4 separate regions of the Mus musculus genome follow, and all the other regions are linked to region 2. Evidence: chromatin contacts called from public Micro-C data. All regions are on one chromosome and are shown on one strand. The core of a region is the stretch at or near the end of the contact, and the rest is flanking DNA. Distances in the headings are between cores, read along the strand shown.

Region 1 (3,070 bases), core at 32-2,531, 130 kb after region 2:
GTGTCTGAGAATGTAGTTCCCTTGGTAGAGTGCTTGTCCAGCATACACAAAGCCTTGGGTTTGGCATTCTTCCCGCCCCCAACACACACACATGAAAAGAAACCATAGTTACACAAGTAACTCAAACAGGAAGCCAGTGTACATCACATGACTCTCTATAGACTGTGGCAAGGTCAGTGCGTGTAACCAAAAAGCCCTGCCGTGGTAAGCCATGTCCCGTGGTCAAAGCTCTCTCTTCCTCTATTTTAAGTCCTTATTACGTTTTTTGTTTGTTTATTTGTTTTGGCTTTTTGAGACAGGGTTTCTCTGTGCAGTCCTGGCTGTCCTGGAACTCACTCTCTAGACCAGGCTGGCCTCGAACTCAGTAATCCGCCTGCCTCTGCCTCTCAAGTGCTGGGATTACAGGCATGCGCCACCACTGCCCGGCCCCTTATTACGTTTTATTTATTGACTTGTTTATTTAGTGTTTGGGTTTGTGTGTGGCACCGTGTGCCCGTGAAGGTCAGAGGACAACTTCCAGGAGTTGGCTCTCTCCTTCCATCATGGAGGTCCTGGGTATCAGAAATCAGGTCGTTAGGTTTTGGGGCAAGTGCCTTTACCCGCTGAACCATCTTGGTAGCACTTCCCTCCCCCACTTTATTATTTTTTATTTTTGCGATAGACTCATGCTTCGTAGGCCTGGCTGGCCTGCAACTCTTAAGTGGCCAAAAACGGCCTCCGGTTTAGCCTCTGCTTTCCAGAGAACGGTATTAGTATAGGCCAACGCAGCCATGCCATGACCCCTTGTCTTTTTGGGCAAGGTCTTTTGTAGCGCGGGCAGGCTTCAAAAGCGACAAAACGGAGGATGAGTTGAACTCCTGATTAGTGCTGGGATTACAGGCTAGCGGTCCTCTGCCGGCTTATGTGGCTTTGAGGCTAGACAGGGCCTCGGGCAGGTTAAGCAAGCACTGCGCACACTGAGCCGCATCTCCAAACCTTGATGTCTCTCGTTCCTGGACAGTCAGCCCGGCAGGACCCTCAGTCCTCTTCTGGTTCTTATTTGGCCCCTGGCTTCTCTGAACTTCAGTTTCTCTCTTGGAAAAGAAGCCGACAAGTCCTGCTGATGGGAAAGGCGAGGGTCGCCCAGGACATCGTTCGGGTGGGAGCTCCACCCAGCTCTGTCCGATGTGCCTGGTCCCCGTCCCAGGACGCCTGAACCACACCACCCAGCTCCCCGCGGGGGCGGGTGTCGGAGCCGCGCGCGGGGGGGGGGGGGGAGGAATGTTGCGTTTGTTCCAGACGCGGGCGCGCGGCGCGCCCTGGGTCTGTTTCCCCGGCACTTTCCTGTTACTTTCCAGCGGGGAGGACAGTTCCGGGGAGGGCCCTGCTCACGCCCGCTGCATAAAAGCCCAGCCCAGCCGGCCGCCACAGCCCTCTATCAACCCCAGACGCTGTCCGTTCCGTGCCGCGCCACCATGAGGGGCGTCAGATGCCCCGGCCTGCTTGGTGAGACCTCGGGGTTGCGCGGAGCCGGGAGGGAACTCGCGGGACGTGGCCAGGAGGGGCAGGGACAGTCGAAGCCGGCGCACCTGTGCGCCCCAGAGGGCTCTCCAGGGGGTGTCAGATCCTAATGGGCTTGAGTGTTGCCAGTTTGGAGACTAAGAGGGAGAAACTGAGGCACGGGGGCAGTTAAAGAGGGTAACAAAGCAGGCATGGTGTCACAGGGCATTAGGGAGGCTGAGGCAGCAGGGTCACCAATTTCAGGTCAGCTTGTGCTACACAGCAAGACCCTGTCTCAAAAGAACAAAAGAAAAAGAAATGCAGGCTAGAGGCTGGGGTGGTGCCGAGGTCAAGAGCATTAAGAGAGGACCTGGCTGGGTCCCAGCACCTATATGGTGGCTCACAAGTGTCTGTAACTCCAGTTCCTGGGGATTCACACTGTCTTCTGCATCCACGGGCAACAGACATGCAGTGCACAGACATACATGCAGTGTACAATAATACATGCAGTGCACAAACATACATGCAGGCAAAACACATACAGTTTAAAAAAAAAAAAAGCTAAAAAGAACTGTAGGTTAAAGTACACTTTGCAAACTGTTGCCCAAACAGACGCTCTCAATGTGAAGAGAAACCCACGTGAGGGTGCCCATTTCTTCGAGGGTGGGAACTCCCCCTGCCCCAGTCTGTCCCCTGCTGTCTCCGTGCCAGGAACAGGCAGAGAATCTCCTTGGGACTTGTCTGGGACGGAGCTGCTGGCTGAAAGGAACTTACCAGGCTGTGGTTTGAACTTGGCTTTCATCATGACTTTCCCGCCCCACCCTGGGTGCCTCAACCGTTGTTTGATGGCTAAGTCACCTAAGTAACTTGACAACAAACAGTGAAAAAATGGAACGGGGCACCAGCTGGAGTTACCCCAAGATATGGAACTTGGGGCACAAACTGGGGTCACCCTAACCACAATGACTGGCCTGAGTGCTAGTGACAGGTGGCAGGCAGCTCAGTAGCCATGGACCTAGAACCAGGAAATAGAGTCCCAGGGTGTCACAGTTGGTGGCAAACAGCTGCAGGGGCCTGCCTGGCTGTCACTAAGCTGGGTCACAGTGACTTTGGGCTGCACTTTCCTCCTCTGTAAAATGGAACAAGACCAGCTGTATTTTACCATATTGTTTCAAGGGCCAAGAGTTTGTGTACAAACTTTCTGGTTTACAGTTTGAATTAACTGAACATGTGGGTGTGGTGTCTGTGTCTGCTATCAGAGTACCTAGCGAGTAGAGGCAGGAGGGTCAAAAGTTCAAGGTCATTCTCTGCTGTATACTGAGTTTGAGACCACATGATACCTTGTCTTCAAAACCAACCAAGCAGCCTCGCTAGTTGGATTCTCAGGTTTTGAATCCCAGTATTAGAGAGGCGGAGGCAGGAGGCTTCCATGATCCTGGGAGTTGGAGGCCAACCTGGTCTACATAGTAAGTTCCAGGCCAGCCGGAACTACACAATGAAATACTGCAGGAAGCACAAAGGCTGCCCTACCCCCACTTCTGGATTCTCTAAGCAGGAGTCCCTTGGCTCCAGTCTGAGCTTGGGAAGTTGA
Region 2 (3,271 bases), core at 565-3,064:
CTAAAAGAGAACCACGGTTCAGAGTGAACAACATCCTTAAGCTCACTCAACTAACAAGATAAAGCAAGAATCTAGACTAGACCCAAGCTCTTGAGTTCCAGAGTTCACAGGTGAGTCACAGGGTCAGAGGACAGACAATAAGACAGGGACAGCCGTTGAGGTACTGCTAACTAGGCAGCCAGGAGGTCTTTTCTGAAGGAGACATTGAACACAAACCTAACTATAAGGAAGGCCAGCCAGCAGGGGACACCAGCAAGCAGAGAGCCCGTGCTGAATGACGCATCTGGGGTGCGTGAGGGGAGGGGATCCTGCGGTGGGGGTAATAAGCCTAAGTAAATACCCGCTGTGCGTCTGTGACCGTCTCTCCGCAGCTCAAGAGCCACCTGACATTTTGTAAGGACCCTTTTTGTTTGCTTTTTTTCCAGACATGTTTTCACTCTGGAGCCCAAGCCGGCCTAGAGCTCACAATCCTCTTGCTTTAGCCTTCTGGTGTTGGGATCACAGGCATATCCCATCATCTTGATGAATCGCTTGACAGGGAAACTGAGGCTCTGAGCTGCCTGAGGTTCCCCCTGCCCCGCCCCCCAAATCAGTGAAGCTTGGAAGTGAACCCAAGCTACCAGAACTAGCAGCTGCAGGCTGGGAGGAGCCCGGAGTTGGGTTCCAGAGGCCAGCAGAGCTAAAAGGACGGTACTGCTTTGTCCAGGCCAAGCCAACAAGGTCCTGGGACACTTCAAGGCAGATTTCCAGACGCTACCCTCAACCCCCAGTCTCACATTGCCCAGAATTCCGGCCTTTTCCTTAAGCCAAACAGCTTCAGGCGCTTCATTAGCGCCTCTGAGGCCCCCGCCGCCCTGGGGGATGAAAGCAGCGGAGAGGGGCGCTGTCCTAATTCCGGCACACCTAGCGGGGGGTCGGGCGCTGAAAGGGACGCGGCTGGCCGGCCCCGCGGCCCCGCCAGCGGCCGACCGGCCCCGCCGTCTGCGCTTCAAATGCAAAATCCGAGCGGGGGGGTGGGGACGCCGGTGGCCTCTGCTCCTCCTTTAATAGACCAAAGGACTCTGGCGGCTTAGCTCTTTTTCCTAATTTAAAGATATTTTCAGGCTTTTGGGAGCTCCCCGTGGCGAAGCAGGAAGGCTGGGCTTTGGGGGGGGGCCTTGAAACAGCCACCACGGTTGCCCACGGAGGAACAGGAGAGCTCGGAGCAGGAGAGACAGGCTGGTTAGTGTCCAAAGATAACGCGGGATTCGTAGAGATCCGTGTTGGGTCTTTGCTCTCTGCCTCAGTTTCTCTCTCTGGAACCTCTGCTGGTCCCAAGAAGCTAGGACAGAGGTGCTTACTAAATTTAAACATCGGTCTCTCCTAAGAGAGGGTTCTCAGGGTCAACCCTGGAGGCCTTGGGAAGCGGATGACTTGGGAGACAGATGGAAGAGGCGTGTTACCTCCCAGTCTGGCACCCTGGATGCCAGGGCGGGAAGGAGAGTGGAGAGCCAGGCCAATGTGTGCAGCCGCCTCCATACGGGAGGATGGGAACCAGGATAGAGAATGGAAATGCAGCCTGGAGTTAAAGATAGTTTAGGGAAGATGCGAGAGGTGCCTTTCTCTTGATACTGCCCAGGTTGCACTCACTGCCTCGCCCTCCCAGTTCCCCCTCCTCTCTTCCTCGCCCGCGGCACCCCAGCGGGCCTACCAGCCCTCCCCCCCTTCCCCCCCGCCCGCTCTCCTGCTCCGCTTCTCGGTTCCTGGCCAGCCCAGTTCCCTCCCTCCTGCCCACCTCCCCTCCTCCTAGGACTGCCTCCCGCTCCCGGGAGTGCGCTGCCCCTTCTCCCTTCATCCCGCCACACTTCCCTCCAGGAGCACTTCCTTCTGGTCCCCCCTCTCCCTAGGCGGGGCCGCAGCCGTCTCGCAGGCGGAGGAGGGGAGGAGTGGTGTTTGGAGAAGCGCCCGCTCCCAGCCCGGGGACCTGGTACCCGCGTCGCCCACCTCTCCCGCGCAGCCCCGGACCCACTACGCCGGGGCGCGAAAGCTTTCGGGGGTCACTGGGGCGAGTCGGCGGCGCCCAGATCCCTCCAACCCCGCAAGTGGACCACGGGGTCCGCGGACCGGGACGTGGCTCTGGCTTTGGCCCGAAAGGGCGCGGCGGCTCTAGAACCCGCTAGCTCCCACGAATCCATCCCGTCCCGCACTGGTGCCTACTGCAGCCCGTCCCCTCCCCGCGTGCTGAGCCGGGAGCGGCCCCAGAGTGCGGGAGGGATCGCACATAAATCTGCCGTAATGATGGTGGTGCTAATGAGACCCCGCAGCTCGCCAGCCGAGCTCCCGCGCACTGCGCATGAGCAGTAGCAGCGGGCGCTCCCCAGAGCCCGGGACTCCTCCACACTTCTGACAGGCCTAAGCGGGAATCCGGGAGTCCCAGTGTTTGGGTTGACATCTCACCCTGTGCCTGCGCTGTGGCTCAAGGGCAAGAGTTACCGCCATGAGGATGACTGTCTTCCCTGGCTTCACTTATTGCCAAGCCACCACGGTAGACCCTGGTATCCCAAGGTGATCCGAAACCGTACCAGGCACACAACGAGACTGCTTTCTAGTCAAGAAGGAAGGTCAGAGTTGGGTTTTCTTGTTCTCGGTCCATTTCTTAGCTGTGTGACCTTAGGCAAGTCGCCTGACTTCTTTTGACATTGAGTGTGCTGTGTGCTGTATTGTAATGCACCTACATGCAACACGCCCCTAAGACAACCTGCACTGTCACAGACACATAAAAACCCAGCAGTTCTAGGGGTTGGGGAGACAAGATAATGTCTGCTTCTAAAGATAACCTTGAGCTTATACACCTCTGAGCTCAGCCTGCGGTGGCCTCTCTATTGTGGCTGGCTGGGATTTAATACCTTTGCTTTGTCTAGAGTCTGCCTCTGCCCTAGTGGCTCATGCTGTCCACGTCCACGTGGAGAGATAGTAGACTCCGTAAAAATGTGAGGTCAGGGATATGATTCAGTGCGCCCTACCATGCACACAGCAGTGAATTCCATCCTCAGCACACTGCATGTAACTGGGCATGGTGGCTCACACCTGTAATCCTAGACCTTGAGATGTAGCAAATGGGGGACCAGGAGTTCATGGCTGGCCTAGTCTATAGAGAGTTTATATGGTCTATATAGTGAGTTTCCATCAAGGTAGGGCTACACAGTAGATCCAGTCTGAAAAATGGGGGGTGGGCTCTTCCCTCAGCCGTGTGTGGTTCCTAAGCTGTGTGGATCCCAGTGCCTTCTTCCTG
Region 3 (3,188 bases), core at 313-2,812, 180 kb after region 2:
GGCTTTATTATGAAAGCAAGGGGCGTCTCTCTTTTATCAATCTGTAAAAAGGAAGTTAGATGACTAGTGTGGCAAGCTATTTAACTCACTCCACCAACATTTGAGCTATAATGAGGGTGTCAACTTGCTGAAGCAGCGAGTGGCAAGTGACCAAGGGCGGCAGGTGACACAGGACCTGGTGGGCTCCTCCTGGAAATGTCTAGACTTTAGGCTCCGTTGGTATGCGGTTTGGGGAAGAGACTGTAAGGAGGAGGCGGCTGGGGGACAAGGAAGGAAGCCTCTACTGTAGTCTTGAGAGTTCAGTGATGGAGTATTGGGCCTGTTCAGGGCTTAGGAAGATGAGTTTGGGTGCCCCCCCCAAATGATAGGGTGCAGAAGAAAAGCCATCCTGTAAGTCACTCACTGGCCACCACACATTTGGCTTGGCATGTGTGGTACATGCACGTGAACACACTCAATAAATGGTATAAAGATTAAAATAGGAGTTGAAGAGATAGAAGCAATACTACTCTTGTAGAAAACTCAAGTCTGGACCCAGCACCCAGGTGGTGCAGTCCACAAACAGTTTATAACTTCCTTTTAGGGCATCCCATGTCTTCTTCTGACCTCCAGAGGCACCCACACACATGTGCATAACTCACACAAAGAAACACATATATACACATGCAAGAAATTAAATATGAGTCTTTTCTAGCAAATAGTATAAGATTAGTCTTTTGGACAGTAATTAAAATCATTATCTCTCCTACCTTATAGGACTTTTAAGGAGATGTTTTAATCCTCCTCACCCAGTAAAACTTTTGTTTATACAAAGCGCCCCCCCCCCCCCCGCTCCATTCTAGGAAATTGATCGCTTGGAGCAGTGACCCCTTTCCCCTTCAATTTCCTCTGCGCCAATTTTCTCAGACTAGCCAATTGAATAAGACTGCGAGGTCACCTGAGTTAGAATAGAAACCATATGCACTTCCTGTCTTCTCTTTGCTTTTCCGCAGCGCACTGTCTTGATGAAGAGTAAAGTTTGCCTTGTTCGGACATTTCATTTTGAAGGATGGTCTCTTTCTTTGCCACCCCGAAACTTATTCCTAACACACATGAATCAAAATAAAGTCTTTAAAAAAATGAGCTAAAAGTGACAACTGCTGGCATTTATTGTGCACTTGGGATCTATACACTTGCCCTACTCTTCCTCAAGTTTTACAGACATCCTAGTCCTGAGGGGTATTGTGTTCCCCCAAGGCCCAGGACACTGGGATTTGAAGTCAGGCTCTCCCTGTGTTTGCCTCCCGGGAAACGGGAGGGAGGATGCCTCTGTGCAGCTGGGCCGTGTGTGTCGAGGGTGGTGGTGGACGGTGACCATTGCATTCAAAGGGGTTGGAGGCGGGGGACAAGGCCTCTGAGGCTCGCGGTCGCTTAGGCCCGCTCAGAGTCCCCTACGCTACAAGGAGCGCTTGCCGCACCCCACAGCCAACAGGGACCCTATTTCCCCGCTGCAAGCCCCGGGGGCCGCCGGGAGCCCCGCCCCCGCCCCGCCTCCTCCCCAGGCGCGGACCTCGGCGCTCACGTGACCCACCCTGCAGCCGCTGGGGCCGGAGGGCGCAGCTCGGCGGAGGCCTGGCCAGGCCGGGCCGAGCGCAGCAGGCCGGAGCGCGCCGCGCGCCTGGGAGGGTCTGGGCGCCGCGCCTCCCGCCGCACCCGCCCGCGCGCTCGCAAGCCCTTCCTTGGCGCTGGGACCCCTGGCGGGCGGCCGGAGGACATGGCCGGCGACGCCGTACAGGTAGGCGACTTGTCCGCACCCGCGGGGCGGCCAGAAGGCGCGGAGGACCCCAGGCACGGGTAGAGTCCCGGACGAGGTCCCCATCGGGAGCCCGCGCGGGCCCTTGTAGCAGGTGGAGGCGCCGACCGGGTCGGAGGAAGGGGTGCTGTTCGGGATTCTACCCCAGCATCCCCTCCTTTGGCCCTCCCCGAGAGTCAGCGTGTGTAGCGGGGTCCCCACTTCGGTGTCCGAGGCTAGCTGCGGATCCCGGTGCCTGTCGTCCCCACATCCTACTCTGGGTCCTGCAGCGTTCGGTTTCTGTCAGGTGCCGCTTCACCTGGAGCAGGTGCCTGGCACCCTGCCCCGGACCGGAGGAGTGCCCGGCCCGATCCCCTCCCCCGCACAACAAAGCCCGGGCCACCCCCGCCTGCAGACGTCTTTACGATGGTCTTGACGCCACCCAGATGGGCACCTGTTGGAGGAAGTGTCTAAGTCACTTCACTAGGCCTGAGGCCGGGTTCCTCCTTCCGCCTTGTTCCCCATAACCACCCTTCAGGCTGACAGATGGAGCTGTAACCCAGGTGGGGCGTGTCCTGTCACACAGACAGGAAGGATTTTATGTCTGGAAGGTGACAGGGCTGGGTCTCTACTCCCTCGCAACAGACACCTGTGACTGGCATCTGCCAGCCACATGGCCTTCCCTGTGTGACCTGTTGGGCGTTACTGAAGCAGGGTCAGGGTCGGGGTGACTGACTCCCCACTCTAATTCAGTGGCCCAAAATCTGAGATCTTTGTATCTTTGTGGCTCCATTAATTCGTCACCATGCAGTCCATTGTCCTGTGTAACTGGTTCTCATCTCCTTCTACACCTGCCCCCATGTCTCCCCTGTACCCTTCTGTACCCGTCTTCCCCAGTCCTGCTGATGGCCTGCCGGCCTTGCCGAGGAGCTGGGCGTATCTGGTGCTGCCGATCTCACAAGGTCAGACCTCCAGGCTGATGCACCGGTGCCGGCTCCCCTTCAAGCCCACTGAGGGCTGTGCAGGGCTGTCCCAGTACATGCATGTGCTTGGTGTGTCCCGAGTAGGACGCACATGGAGGCTGTGATTCCCAGAATGAGGCTGGACCTACATCTTGGTCCCCGTCCCGTCTTCTCCCTTATGTTCATTCCCGCTTGGACTTGCTGCCTGGTTCCACCGTCTCCGTGCCTGTCTGTTCTGTGTCTGGCAAACGGATGTCCTGTCTAGATTCTGGAAACGCCCCAGGCATTGAAATCTCAGGAAGTGGGGTTTTGGGTTCCTAGCCACTTTGCCAAGAGGGTTTCCCCAAGGTGACAGTTCTTGGTCTGCTGTCTGCAGATCTGTAATGGCAGGTGGAGAAGCTGACCTTCTAATTCCTCAAGACCAGGCCAGGCGTTTGCCCTGCTGCCCTCAAGTG
Region 4 (3,421 bases), core at 599-3,098, 220 kb after region 2:
ATGGTAACATTCATATTATGTATTTGACCTGACAAAGGGATCCCACAGTATAGGGGAAAACAAGAAAGAAAGAAAGAAAGAAAGAAAGAAAGAAAGAAAGAAAGAAAGAAAGAAAGAAAGAAAGAAAGGAGGGAGGGAGGGAGGGAGGGAGGGAGGGAGGGAGGGAGGGAGGGAGGGAGGGAGGGAGGGAGGGAGGGAGGGAGGGAAGATAGATAGATAGATAGATATGTCCTGTGTACCAGGCATAGCAAACTCCCGTGAATCACATCTCTAGCTTTATTACTTGTGTCGCTATTGGACGCTTTGCTCTGCCCAGGTTTTGTGTGTGTGTGTGTGTGTGTGTTTTCCAGGACCCTGGTGCCCAGTGATGCTGAGACCACGCAGCACTTCTTACAAGGATCTACAATGGCTGCCTGTTACCTGGTTGTCTGTTCCCTACCAGACTGCAGGAAATTCTGTCCCGTGTTTGGAGTCCTCTAAGCAAAATATGCTGTCAGGCACAGTGGCTGCTCAGTATCTGTAGGTGATGGGTGTGTAGTTCAGGCGTAGGGCACCTGCCTAGCGTGTGAAACCTCGGTCGGGTTCCACAAGGGCTGAATTGTAGAATGAATGTCTTACATCCCCGACTGCCTGTGGTTCAAACCCCCACAACATGACTGCTAGAGAGCTAAGTGTGTGCGTCTCTCCAGTCTGTCTGCAAGGAGCTGAAGGGAAGTGGGTTGGATGGATTTCCGGAGTCCAGCACTCTCATCCCAAAAAGGGCCTGAAACTCTGCAACCCCCGCAGTCACAGAAAAGCCAAGTGGGGGGAGCAGGAAACGGGTTGTTCCAGGGGCTCAGATAACGCCTGGCTTAGGGGACACCACACCTGCCCCGGTCGTCCCTCCCTCCTAACCCCGGGCACAGCATTGCTTCGGGGAGGAAGGCAGGAGCTTCTGATTCATTCTTGAAAAACCGGATCCTGAAGGTTTCATCTCTCCAGTGTTTCCGGGGCGGGGGCTGAGGGGCGTGAATGCACAGCTTGACCGGTCTTGGCCGCCTGTAGCCCCCGCGCTCCCCAGACACCAAGTCTCTATACTTCCAGTCATCCCTTTAACAGTGGAGAGTGGACAGGGTAGGTGGAAAGGAAATGGGGTTAAACGACCCATGGTATTTGGGCCTTGCCTCTCCAGCTCAGAGAAGGGACACGAGGGCAACCTGGAAGCTGTCTAGTGACCCGTGGGCGAGGAGAGGAAAGCAAAACCCAGCAGGTGCGGCTCCGAAGTGAATATGGGGGTGGCGGTGGGCGTGAGTCTAGGGGCTGATCTCTGGGACTAGTTTCTGGACTCAAAGGATACGGGTCCCTAAGCCCCATGGGTCATTTACTAGCTGTGTGACCTTGAGTAAGTTACTCCACCTCTCTGGCACTAGTGCCTCACTTCTAAAACAAGTTAATAACCCCTCCCAGGAGGGTGTTTTGATTCAACTGAGCTGTGCAGCATAAGCGCCGGACGAGGAAACACCGATCCGGGCTTGCGAGGGGGAGTCATTAAACTAGTGCTGCGGTTGTTACTGTTATCCCGACCTGGGTCTCGGTGTTCCCCCCAGCCAGCTTTGGGAAGAGGCCTGGGAAGGGTCGGGAACACTGACCCACCACCAACAGGGAGCGTCCTGGGAGCAGAGAGCAGAGGCGGACGGGAGGCCCGGCCAGCGGGGAGGGGTCCGTGTTTGGGGTCCCGACGCGGCCAGCTCCACCCCACCGCCACGGCTCCACGCCCTGGAGGCCGCCCCCCGGGCGGGGGACACTCACCTGCGCCGCCGCCACCGCGCGCGCCCTGCTCGGTCCTCTCGAAACTCCGCCCGGCTTCTCCCTGGGCCTCCGGGACTTGGGCGGGGCCGGCGTCCCGGGCGGACTAATCAGCGACGGCCGTGTGCACTCGCGACCAATGGGCGCCTCCCGTCGGAACGCTCCAGAGGGATCCCTCCGCCGCGCCTCGGGCTCCCCCCATTGTGCGAGCAGTGGTCCAACCTTACTCGCTCTAAATAGGGAAGGGCTGAACCATTGTGAGGCTGCAAGGGTTGGGAGACGGCGGGGGAGCTGGCAGCGAGAGTCAGATGACCGGGTTTGGAGGACTGAGTTCTGTATCCAGGAAAGCGCGGTTTTTGAGAGGTCAGCGAGAGGCTGGAGGGCAGCCCCAAGCCCCTCTTCCCTCCCAGAAAGATGCTTTGATTCCAGAGGGTGGACCACAGTGAATAGGGAGGGTCCCGCGTGTCTCCGCTTCTTCCACTCTACACAATAGACAAAGGCGATCGCGCATTCATTCAGTCTTTCAATATTTAAGTGCCCCTGCCTGGTACCAGGCTCGGTCCTGTCTCTATAGACACAAGGATGGAGTATACACAATGTTAGATACAGGGTGTGCAAAGGCTCCGAAGCTGCACAGAGAGCTGCAGAGCACTTCGCAAGCAAAATTGTGTAAGACTCTATGGAACGTATCAGAACAGTAGAACACTCGACTTGTCAATTGAGCACCTACTGTACGGAATCGAAGCTAGTGACCAACCAGTCCAGGCTTCTACCCTCAGGGACAATGGACTCTTTCTCCCCCTTCTCCTTCGTTCTTCTAGGTGCTCTAAGGTTGAACGTAGGCCCAGTTCCTCCTCCTCTTGGAGGATCAGCTATTGGGTCAAGTGCTCAAGGTTGAGGCACTGTTACTGGTGGATGCTAGGCTGACAATCTACCTTCAAGTCACTTCTCCTGCTTCCCTTTTATGAGTTTATCTCCATCTAACTCTGAGTTTACTGTGCGTACACTTTGTCATCCACTTTCTTACCTTTTTTTTAAAAAAAGATTTATATTATATTTATTATTATATCTAAGCGCACTGTTGCTGTCTTCAGAAGAGGGCATCAGATGTCATTACAGACGGTTGTGAGCCACCATGTGGTTGCTGGGATTTGAACTCAGAACCTTCAGAAAAGCAGTCAGTGCTCTTAACTGCTGAGCCATCTCTCCAGCCCCCACTTTCTTACCTTTTAACCCCCCACACACACACATACACACGCAGAGAGTGAGGAAGAGAGAAGGGAGGGAGAAAGAGGGAGGAACAGAGAGAGAGGGAGGGAGGAGAGAGAGAGAGAGAGAGAGAGGAGAGACTGGAAATTACTTGAATCTTTGAAACCTCAAAGCCAGTGACATACTTTCTCCAACAAGGACACACCTCCTTAAGCCTTCCAAAACAGTTCCATCAACTGAAGACCTTTTTTTTTAAATACTGTTTCTTCTTTCCTTCCTTTTCTTCTTCCTCCTCCTCCTCCTCCTTTGTTGAGATAGGGTTTCTCTCTGTAACAGCTTTGGCTTTTCTAGAACTCACTCTATAGATCAGGCTGGCCTCCAACTCACAGAGATCCACCTACCTTTGCCTCCAGAGTACTAGGACTAA

The links. Hi-C and Micro-C count contacts between places; a contact is called where the count stands out from the background.
Region 1: a contact with region 2 is called in a Micro-C map of embryonic stem cells, with 2.3 times the contacts expected there. The contact joins the promoter of Adgre5 here to the enhancer-like site in region 2. A contact is called at or near these places in 11 of 39 promoter capture datasets (cranial neural crest, embryonic stem cells, epiblast stem cells and 5 more), 8 of 484 Hi-C or Micro-C datasets (Th2 cells, embryonic stem cells, extraembryonic ectoderm and 1 more), 21 of 115 datasets of contacts at active chromatin or transcription factors (SST interneurons, bone marrow-derived macrophages, craniofacial prominence and 11 more) and 3 of 9 other capture datasets (adipose tissue, liver and pancreatic islet).
Region 3: a Micro-C map of embryonic stem cells shows a contact between it and region 2, with 1.6 times the contacts expected there. The contact joins the promoter of Pkn1 here to the enhancer-like site in region 2. A contact is called at or near these places in 7 of 39 promoter capture datasets (cranial neural crest, embryonic stem cells, liver and 2 more), 3 of 484 Hi-C or Micro-C datasets (bone marrow-derived macrophages and embryonic stem cells), 6 of 115 datasets of contacts at active chromatin or transcription factors (bone marrow-derived macrophages, embryonic basal ganglia, embryonic stem cells and 1 more) and 3 of 9 other capture datasets (adipose tissue, liver and pancreatic islet).
Region 4: a contact with region 2 is called in a Micro-C map of embryonic stem cells, with 2.0 times the contacts expected there. The contact joins the promoter of Gipc1 here to the enhancer-like site in region 2. A contact is called at or near these places in 7 of 39 promoter capture datasets (the 3T3-L1 cell line, hippocampal neurons, liver and 3 more), 1 of 15 datasets of contacts at CTCF or cohesin (large pre-B cells), 9 of 484 Hi-C or Micro-C datasets (the 3T3-L1 cell line, B cells, embryonic stem cells and 3 more), 8 of 115 datasets of contacts at active chromatin or transcription factors (the 230-238 cell line, embryonic limb bud, embryonic stem cells and 3 more) and 2 of 9 other capture datasets (adipose tissue and liver).

The regions. Positions count from the first base shown.
Region 1 is chr8:83,739,522-83,742,591 of GRCm38.p6, reverse strand. It overlaps Adgre5 (adhesion G protein-coupled receptor E5), which reads left to right and starts at 1,281. Exons shown (of 20, transcript NM_011925.2): 1 at 1,281-1,485. The coding sequence starts at 1,455. It overlaps Gm46046 (predicted gene, 46046), which reads right to left and starts at 1,306. Exons shown (of 2, transcript NR_168527.1): 1 at 976-1,306.
Region 2 is chr8:83,874,059-83,877,329 of GRCm38.p6, reverse strand. No RefSeq gene overlaps it. Among named protein-coding and RNA genes, the nearest start is that of Gm26721, 24 kb to the left of the region's middle. Within about 2 kb of position 1,814, at least 185 of the 459 cell types and tissues checked have an H3K27ac peak or open chromatin away from gene starts, as enhancers often do. A contact at or near this core is called in SST interneurons, Th2 cells, craniofacial prominence and 12 more, where this site is marked.
Region 3 is chr8:83,697,553-83,700,740 of GRCm38.p6, reverse strand. Pkn1 (protein kinase N1) reads left to right here and starts at 1,562. Exons shown (of 22, transcript NM_177262.4): 1 at 1,562-1,774. The coding sequence starts at 1,754.
Region 4 is chr8:83,651,105-83,654,525 of GRCm38.p6, reverse strand. Gipc1 (GIPC PDZ domain containing family, member 1) reads right to left here and starts at 1,848. Exons shown (of 7, transcript NM_018771.3): 1 at 1,789-1,848.